Linked DNA regions of Ovis aries: region 1 is linked to region 2. The links are chromatin contacts, called in public Hi-C maps. All regions are on one chromosome and are shown on one strand. Each heading gives the region's core, a stretch centred on a gene start, on an enhancer-like site or on the middle of the called end of the contact. The rest is flanking DNA. Distances are from core to core; before and after follow the strand shown. Region 1 overlaps PEX14 (peroxisomal biogenesis factor 14). Region 2 has its middle 63 kb from the start of CASZ1.

What was found. Hi-C and Micro-C count contacts between places; a contact is called where the count stands out from the background.
Region 1: a Hi-C map of muscle shows a contact between it and region 2, with 5 times the contacts expected there. The contact joins two enhancer-like sites. A contact is called at or near these places in 7 of 16 Hi-C or Micro-C datasets (hypothalamus, mesenteric adipose tissue, muscle and 3 more).

The regions. Positions count from the first base shown.
Region 1 is chr12:42,319,258-42,324,071 of ARS-UI_Ramb_v3.0, reverse strand. The region is part of intron 2 of PEX14 (peroxisomal biogenesis factor 14); the gene reads left to right. Among named protein-coding and RNA genes, the nearest start is that of PEX14, 43 kb to the left of the region's middle. Within about 2 kb of position 2,576, at least 10 of the 54 cell types and tissues checked have an H3K27ac peak or open chromatin away from gene starts, as enhancers often do. A contact at or near this core is called in muscle, where this site is marked.
Region 2 is chr12:41,999,499-42,004,265 of ARS-UI_Ramb_v3.0, reverse strand. No RefSeq gene overlaps it. Among named protein-coding and RNA genes, the nearest start is that of CASZ1, 63 kb to the left of the region's middle. Within about 2 kb of position 1,720, at least 2 of the 54 cell types and tissues checked have an H3K27ac peak or open chromatin away from gene starts, as enhancers often do. A contact at or near this core is called in muscle, where this site is marked.

The sequences.
Region 1 (4,814 bases), core at 1,327-3,826, 320 kb before region 2:
AAGATGGCTCTGGTGTCTGTCTATTAATAATAGGCCTCTGCTGAATCATTTATTTTTTTGAAGGTATGTTTGTTTGTTGCAAGCTGTGGTTGTTTATGGTGTTTAGTGAAAGGTTACTGAACAGTTCAGAGCCACAGTGATTACCATTTAATTCCTTCTGTGTGCTATGGATTCCTTTGCTGAGCTAAAAATTTCTAAATTGGTTTTGTCAGAGGAGGCAACTAGACTGATACCTCTCTGTCTCTGTCTTTCTTTTTAAAAAGTATTTATTTACTTTTCATTTTTGACCACACCATTCAGTACATGGGATCTTAGTTCCCTAACCAGGGATGGAATCCCTGCCCCCTGCATTGGAAGGTGGAGTCTTAATCACTGGGCAATCAGGGAAGTCTCTTGGACTGCTGTCTCCTGATTCAGATTCTCTTCCAGATTTGCATCTTGGTGCTAAAGACAGTCTGAGGGTACACATCCGACCATGGGTACAAGAATCAGTCCTGTGGTCTTTATCTCAGTGCCTCTGAAAGCTGTGTGAAATACGGTGACTCACTCATCATCCATGTCAGGGGCATGGCTTGTCTTGCTCTCTGCACTACCCTCATTGTGTGGACAAGTTACTCCTAAAGTCATCTGGAGCCATGTGGCCCATGTTAGATACCCCTTCTTAGACAGTTGAACTGGCCGTCAACTTATTTCACACGGCTGTGAGGCACGTCTGCTGTCTGTCACCCCCTCCTTGCTGCTGGAGCTGGTTACCAGACTGTACTGTCTTGGCGGGTGGCTGTTCCTGGGCCCTCCCAGGGGCTGCTGTGCTTGTGAAGAGGGCAGCTTTCCCCTGAGAGGAGCTGATTCCACTTGACTGTTTTTGTCATCTTACTGTAAATTTGAAGGTTTTTGAGTGCCAGCTTTCTCTCTTATGCATCATAATTTTGGAACTCTTCTAGTTTTCCCCTTAGGTCACAGAAGAATCTAAAATAATAGCAGGAAGAGCCAGGATTTGGTGGTCTTAGTGTACGTGTGTGTGCTCAGTCATGTCTGACCCCATGGACTGTAGCCCTCCAGTCTTCTCTATCCGTGGGATTTCCCAGGCAAAGTACTGGAGTGGGTTGCCATTTCCTTCTTCAGCAGATCTTCTTGACCTAGGCTTCAAACCCACGTCTCCTGCACTGGCAGGCGGATTCTTAACCAATGCACCACCTGAGAAACCCCTGAATGAGCATGGCTGTGTTCCAGTAACATTTTATTCATCGACACTGAAATTCAAAGTTCATATGATTTTCACATGACCTCTTTTGATTTTTGTTTTTCTTAGCCATTTAGAAATGTAAAACTGTTCTTACAGACTTGTGATTGCCAAGATGTGGCGAAGGATAGACTGGGAGTTTGGGATTGTTGTTGTTCAGTCACTTAGTCATATCCAACTCTTTGCAATCTCATGGACTGTAGCCCATCAGGCTCCTCTGTTCTTGGAATTCTCCAGGCAAGAATACTGGAGTGGGTGGCCATTTCCTTCTTCAGAGGTTCTTCCCGACCTAGGGATTAAACCCCTGTCTCTTGCATTGGTGAGCCGATTCTTTACCACTGAGCCTTAATTGTTCACTTTTTTCTGCTTATCAGGGTATCTAAAGACAATTTTAAGGCTTCCCACGTGTCATTTCCAATTCTTTTCTTGCTGTCTTCGGATTCGAACTGTTTTAAGCTGTGACTGCTTCTTTTTTTGTATTCAGATCTATCTTTATTTTTGGCTGAGCTGAGTCTTCGTTGAGGTGTGTGGGCTCCTCTTGTTGTGGAGCACAGGCTCCAGAGCCTGCAGGCTGCAGGAGTTGTGGCATTTGGAGTCAGTACTTGTGGCTCATGGGCTTAGTTGTCCTTTGGCATGTGGGATCTTCCTGGACCAGAGATCAAACCCATATCCCCTGCATCAGCAGGCAGAAGTCTTAACCACTGGACCACCAGGGAAGTCCTCAAATCTATTTTTTAACATTTAGAAATGTTAAAAAGTGAAAAATTGTCTTTCTTCAGTTTCCTTGTAGGATGTCTGGTAGGAGTGCCATTTAGTGACTCCTCAAAGTTTCAGCTTTGTGCTGTGTGGAGGGTGATGCTCGACAGCATTTCCTGATCCAGAGCTCATCTTCCTTAGAATCCAGGGGCCCATCTTGTTGCTCTCAGAGCAGAAGGTGCTCAGCAATCATGCAGGGACCTCGCCCTGCACCACCTGGTGGTCACCTAGTCAGCGTCTCACCCCCGGTGATGGCTTGATGCCCAAAGGTGTCACTTTCCATGATGCACCCTCTCTTTGCCCCCTTCCTGATCATCCCACTTCTCAGTAGTGCGTGACTAGAGAGAGCTTCACACCAGGGTCCATCTGGCCCAATTTCAAAAGAAGTGGGAACTGAACCTCTATCTGCTGAGCACACGAAGGTGCTGGCGTTTAGAAGTAACCTTTGGAAAGCATCAGATCCAACTTGTGGGGAGAAAGGTACTAGAAAGTAGAGGCAGCGGTGTCGTTAGGAAGGTCCCAGGCACTGGGAGCCACATATTTTTAATGTTGGAGTCACCAGCCACTGCCACAGAGTGAGCTCACAGTCCTCTTCAGGAGCATCTTGGACACTGAGTCATTACATTCCTTTGGAGTGATTCAACTCAACAGCTTGACACCTTCATTAATTTTACAACATGAAGCCTGGGTGCTCTCTGCTTCCTCTTTAACAGTACAGGGGAATTAGAAGAATATGGAAAAAACAGCAAGGGAAACCGAAAGAAGGAGCAGTCAATAAGCTGCTGAAAGACACCATGTGAGGAAATTGAACTCTTTGCCTTTTCTTGGTATCTCCTGGGACTGAGCACCCAAAGCTTGCCACCCGTTGCTGGCACACACAAGCCTTTTTCACTCTGTTCCTGGCATGCCGGCCAACGCTCCGACTGGGAGCCAGCTCGTTTTGCCTTCTCTGCTGAGGTCACTGCTACCGTGATCCGTGTATAATGGCATTTTCCTCCTCTTTTCAGTATGGAGGCTATTACGGTTTCCTCTCTAAACAAGACTTCAAACAATTTGCTGCCAGTTGGATTTCAAAGCCAAGGAAAAGGCAAATGTCATCCTTTTTTTCTCTCCTCTTTGGGTAACTGCTTTGTTGGTTGCATCAAAAATTAGAGGGGTTGCTCTCTAAATTCAGGTGGGGATGTGTGGGGACAGGCATTTAAATTTGCTTTTCTTTCTCCCCAAGGAGAGAACCCTTTTCCTTCTCAACCTTTCCTAAGAAGGAACTTTGATCTCGTCATCCCGGAAAACAAGGGTTTTTATTTCCCGCACAGTGAGAGTGTGCACCACCGCGCTTTCTGTGGCGTGGTTCCGGTCGCCCTCCGCGCTGGTAGCTCTGCGTGTCAGCTCTGCTGCTGAAGCCCCAGCTCCCTTTGCGCTGCAAGTTGGCACTCAGAGTACTTCCTAGTCACCCTTGCCTAAAATCACTCTCAGTTCAGTTCAGTTGCTCAGTCGTGTCCGACTCTTTGCGACCCCATGAATTGCAGCATGCCAGGCCTCCCTGTCCATCACTAACTCCACTTGATACTAAATACTGCCTGTTGCCTTCCACATACATTTCTGGAAGAACTAGTTTAATAAAATAACAAAACCACCAACATTCTGACAAGCAGTTCATGCAATATTTTTAACTAGGGCCAAGAAGAAAAATTTAAACACAGATATTTCACTTGAAGGGTAGTTATTGTGCATATGACATTGCCACCTTTCATAAAGGCTCTTACTGCATATATTGGTGTTTTTAAAGTGAGACTAAGGTCAGTAATGCGTGCTGTGGAATTCCCTAAATGCAGATTTACACAATAGCCTCCACATATTGTGTTCTATCATGTCAACTCACATGCACTTCTACCAGGGATCTTTTATTTCTTTAATGCGAAAAACAAAAGAACAGAGTAAAGTAAAACAAAGGAAATTAGGGCCCACGACTTAATTAGTATAGGGTTGGAACCCAAGTCAACAATGGGAAGGACACAATGACGGAAAGCAGGAAATTCCAAGTTGAAAGAGAGGCTCTTTCCTTTAACTCCTTGAGAGCCAGGGCGCTTGTAAGCGCACTGCTCACCCAGGTGCAGGAGGCTGGCTCAAGTACAACTCAGTGTCTTTATTTTTGAACTTCCTGGCTTTTTGTTGACTTTCCCCTCTCCTCTTCCCCCCACCCTCCATGTAAACGAAAGGTACCTTTGCATGTGCGTGTTAATTGTAGATAAATGGGGGAAAAGTACCTCTCGATTTTGTAACCCTCAGAGAAGGAGAAAGGGGGGGGGGGAATTTCCCTGTCACTGTCATCTGTTCATTTTTTAATGAGCAATTTTAAAAAATTGAAAATAAAAGAGGAAAATGAATAGGTGTTGAACCAGCCCGTGATATGTAAATGCCAACTAGTAATTACCTAAAACCTCAATTTTCATTCTGTTTCATCTTGCAAAACATTTCATTTTCCCGGAGTGAAAACACTTGGTCGGGGCTCGCAAAAGGCAGCGGGGCGGCCGCCTCCTTTGGCCTGCGCGCCCGCCGGCCCCGGCTAGGGGGCACTTTGGCTCCGCGCTGCGGTGGCCTCGGCCACGACCAGCTCAAGGTTATTCCCCTCTTGCCGTTCTGGCGGCTCCGCTCCGCTTGGTCGTGGCGCCCCTCCCCCCACTCGCACTCGTCTGGTTTCGGGGAGCCTCGTGCCTCCTTGTCCTTGCGGAGGATCATAGGATCGTATTGAATTTTGGCTGACCGAGCCTTCCTCTGCATATTAACTTTCCCCTCTTACCTGCCCTCTAGACCCTCGGCC
Region 2 (4,767 bases), core at 471-2,970:
TGGAGGGGCAGGTTGGAGGGTGGAGGGAGAGAAAAGATTTAGGTTTGGGTATGGATATCACAACCCCCCTGAGTCTCAGTTTCCTCCAACTGTAAAGCTTAGTGCGATGCCTGGCTCCCACGTGAGAAGGTCGGAACTTGCAGGGGTGGGAGCCTGGGGTGGGGGTGAGGGCATGAGAAATGCAGAAATGACCTAGAAGGTGTGAGTTGTGACTCCACTTGTCCAGGTGGAGCTAACGGAGGGGACTCGGGGATAGGTGGAAGGCCAGCACCCAGTGCTGCAGGGCAGGAGGCTGTCACCCCATTCTGTTGCTCCCCTGCTGTGTGTCCCTGGGCTTGTCCCCGGACTACCTCGAGCTCTCATCCTCAAGAAGGAGCCCCTGGCTCTGGTGCTCTTGGAAAAGGGCAAAGCCCAGGACCCTCTCCCAAGAAAACGGGGTCTCAGCCCAGGCTCAGGGGAGCTTTGCGGAAGGTCAGCTTGGACCTGCCCTCACACCAGCTATGCAGCCAGGAGCCGGGCTTTCTCTGTCTCCATCGGAGACTGGGGTTGAAGGTGAGAGTCCCGACGCCCCTCCCTTCTACTCTCACTCCTCTCCTTTACCCTGAGCTGGGCCCTGCATGCCCCACAGCTCTGGCATCCCCCCCTCCTTCCACACACCTCCCAGGCTTGCAACTCAGCCGGGAGCCAGGGAGAAGCAGCAGCTTCAAGGTCAGCGGGGATGAGCTCATGGGCAGGGGGAAGATGGGGCTGAGATACCCCCACCCCCCACCGCGGGGACAGCGGGCAGAGAGGACTCCCTCTGAAGCCCTGTGACCCTGGGCTTCAAGGGAGCGGTGGAGAAGCAGGCAAGAGCAGCCCCTTCCCCCAGCCAGGAGCCCTGGGCCTCTGCTCGTATATCTGTCCCTGGATAATGTATATCCAGCTTATGGAAAATATTCATAATGCTCCTTACACCAAACTGGCCCCCTTCCATAGTGCGTGATCTAAAATTAAATCCATTTCAAATATACAGTAGATCGAGTCAAGCTAATATAAATGAAACATGATTAATAGGCAAAACGCTGTCTTCCTTCTCAGGGATGGGGGGAGGCAGGGCTGGGGCGACTCTCCCTCTTCCTCCCCACAGCCCCCCAGAATCCCCAAGGCCTCTACACCCCTGTCTGTCCTCATTTCAAACTCCCCTCTCCCTGAACCTCAAATGTGGACCAACCTTAGAATTTGCCCAAACGATGCCAGGCCATGAGAGCAGAGCAGTTGAGAGGATGGACTTTGGCATCAGGACAGAGACAAGCCCTTGAGATGGCTTAGCCTCTCTGAGCCTCAGTTTCCTCATCTATACAATGGGATAGTAACAACCCCTTGTCTTGTAGGGTTGTTGTGAGTGATCAGTGAGATGATACCGCAGGTAACGCACAGAAGTAGCCAGCACCCCCATAAAGACTGAGTGCAGGTAGGTAGTCTCCAGAGGTCTGCTCCTTGGGCCCCATGGGAGTCGGTATCTGTAGCCCCCTCTGGCCACCCGATCAGCCAGCAGAACAAGGACCAGCCAGAATTCCTGCCATTGCAGGATACGCTGGGTGGGCTATTTTTAGTTTGTTGGCAAGTGACTGTTACTGACCAAATGTTCCCACCACTGGGGACAAACTCTGCTAAGAGGGCACTTGTGTGCTGAGCCCAGGGTGGGGAGGGGTGTTTGCGGCCTGTCCCCGGGGGCTCCACGTGTGTCCCCGTTGCAAACACATTTGGACACAGTTTCCGCAGCCGTTGGCAGAAAGCAGAAGGCCTGGGTGGAGCCAGGCAGCATGCACGCCTGGACTTTCTCTCCTTCCCAGCTGGGCACGTGGGTGCCTCTCACTAAGGACGCTCCTCGGCGTGGAACAAGAAGCAATGTCACCCTTGGAGAGGAGTGGAGCTCTCGGCTCACTGGCCAGCATGCCGCGTTCCTCCCTTCAGGAAAGATTGGGGCTTCCACGGGCTGTGTGTGTGCGCATGCGTGTCATGTGCATGTCTGGTCATCAGACATGGGTGATGTCTGGGTGGTGTCCCACTCCAGGCATGGGTGCCCTCTCCTATTCTCCTGGGCCCCCCCACCCACCGTGTTCCTATGTCTCTCAGACCCACACCATAACCCCCTAACTGCGGGTGATCATCTGAACTTCCAAAGGGGAACCCCATCTCTTGCACAAACCCCTAAGTCTTGGGGTGCCTTCATTCTTTCATCCGGAAAGCATCTCCAGTCCCAGTCCTTCCTTTTTCTCCCCGAGGAGCGGGAAGGAGACGAGCCCTAGGGGGTGGGAGGGGGCGCCGTTGACTCTTTTCTTGTCATTGGCCATTTGCTGCCTGCTTCACCAGGCGTGTTTGGAGCATGTTTGCATAAAGTGGATGCAGGCTGCAATTCCGTGATGAATTCTATGAATACTAATCCGCTACTACCCTTGACCTTGGGGTCACCGAAAGATCAAAACCAAACCATTTAATATTTTCCTTTTGCAGATCAATAGAAGCATAAATTCCCCCTCAATGACAAGTATAATTTCAAACAGATCTATAGAAAGCATGCATGCATTTCCAGCCGCAGACACTCGCTGCCTGCCTGGCCTTTTGGGGAGCAGACAGGAGTTTCTTGCCTTTTCTACCATTGAATTTCTTTTTGCCTTTTTTTATGGCTCTGAAATGCTATTTTCAGCAGCTGCTGTCATATAAATATCTCTTGTTTTTCTTCTCCTCTTTCCCTCCTGGTGAAAAGGGCAGGGGACCTATTGAAAATTCCGCTTTATCTCTTTCAGTCGGGTTCAAGTACAGGTCGAATAATCGATCCCTCCTCCTTTTCTTTTTTAAGTTTCCTGTCGTTCTTTTTGGCCAGATCAGCAGCGGAGAGAAACCAGGAGGGTAGTTCTCTTATGCAGATCCTCTCAGAGGTCTCTATTGCTGGGTCTGTGTGTGTGTGCTCGCTCGTCCACACGAGCGATTTGCGATTGAGTGGGGGGTGGTGTGAGTGTATAAGTGTGTGTGTGTGTGCCTTTGTGTTCAAACTCTCACCCAGAACTTGAGGAGGGTGGAAACAGAAAATCATCAAAGAGAAAAATTTGGGGGCAGAAGTGGGCATCGTTAACCCGTGCAGCTCCTAGGCAGAATCTGGGCTGGGAAGACTGGGAAGGTCTCCCAGTTGGCTTTTCACGCTTGCACCTGACCAAAGCATCTGAGTCTTTTTAAGAATATAATTCCTCCAAGGGGGGAAAGATGCAAGTAGAAAAAGGGAGAAACAAAACTAAACAAAACAAAACTGCAGGCGGAGGGGAAAAAAAGCCAAAGAGAAAGGGAATTAAACCATTAATCTGCCCAGATTTTTCCACTTCACAGAGTAATCAGTTCAGAAGTGACTGAAATAAAGTGGAAGCCACGACTGCCACCACCTCCTCCCTTTAGTCCGTGTTTCTTATTTTCAAAAAATCAGGGAGCCAGGAAGGAGGCCTCCCTGTCCCCCACAAAGGTCCCTAGTGTCTGCTCCAGAGGGGGACGAAGACCCCAGCTCTTAACCGCAGCTTCCCAGTGCTGTGATGCCGGGACGACGGCCACCCTGAGCTGGAGGTGCAAAGCCAAGATGATTTAATTTATAGAAAGGACAAGGATGTCGTGTAGCAGATTTAATCATCGGAGAGTTTAAAAAAAAATAAGGACCGGGCTAATGTCGTAATTTACATTTCAGGATAATAAAGAGAGAAAGACAGCAAAGGAAGGGCCCGTAGCCTGCGAGAGGCAGTGAGGAGGGGAGGCCGACCAGGGGGCCGAGAGAGCCCAATAGATTTGCCTGAAACACCAATAAATTTAAAAACAAACCCAGAAAGCTAAAGACAGCCCCTGGAAAGTGCTGGGAAAATGGACCATCGATTTTAGACTTGATCTGCATTTTGTATTTTAATAATGCTCTCTCTCTGTCTTTCCTTTTCTCTCTCTCCCTCTCTCCCTCTCTCTCTCTCTCTTTTGCAAAATATAAAAGCTGATCTGATAAATATTAATTTGAACCATCATAATGTATTTGAAAATTCCAGCTAAAATGTCACCACATGGAACATTAATGTAATATTTCAAGGCCCTGAGAGCAATACTCATATTGATTGCATTTATTTCACTCTAGGGAGGAGAGATAATTCTTCAATGTGGGACACATCTGGGAGCCAAGGAGGCAGGGGCTGAGGGGAGAAATGCGAAATTATATATGGTCATAAAAAATACAAAACAGAAAATCCTCCCCAAAACTCGCCCATCTCCCGTGGCGTCCCACACCCAAACTTGACTTTGTAATTTCTCAGCATGGCATGGGCCGTGGAAGCTCGTGTGCCTCTGGGCACACGGCAAAAGCTTGAGCATGTGCCTCTGGGGCAGTTGTTGCAGGACTGAGCCGCCTCTCCCTGGGCCCCAGGCTCCGGAAGGCTTCGGGGCCCAGCTGGGGATGGACAGACAGACAGAGGGACTGGCCCAGCTGGCCCCCCCACCCCCGCCGGAGCTGTGGGGTGAAAGTTAAGAGCTGTGGGGTCCTGGGAGGGGAGAGAGAAAGGAGAGGAGAGAAGGAGAAAGGAGGTGAGGGTGAGAAGCGGGAGCAAGAGGGGAGACAGAGAGACAGGCATGAGTGAAAAAGGAAGGAGGGGAGGGGAGTCAAGGGAGGGCAGAAAGGAGGGGGGAGAGTGAGTGGGGAGGGGAGAGGCAAGAGGGGAAGGGGGGCGCAGGCCGTCTGGAGTCCCAGTTCCTCTCACTGTCATTAAGGATATT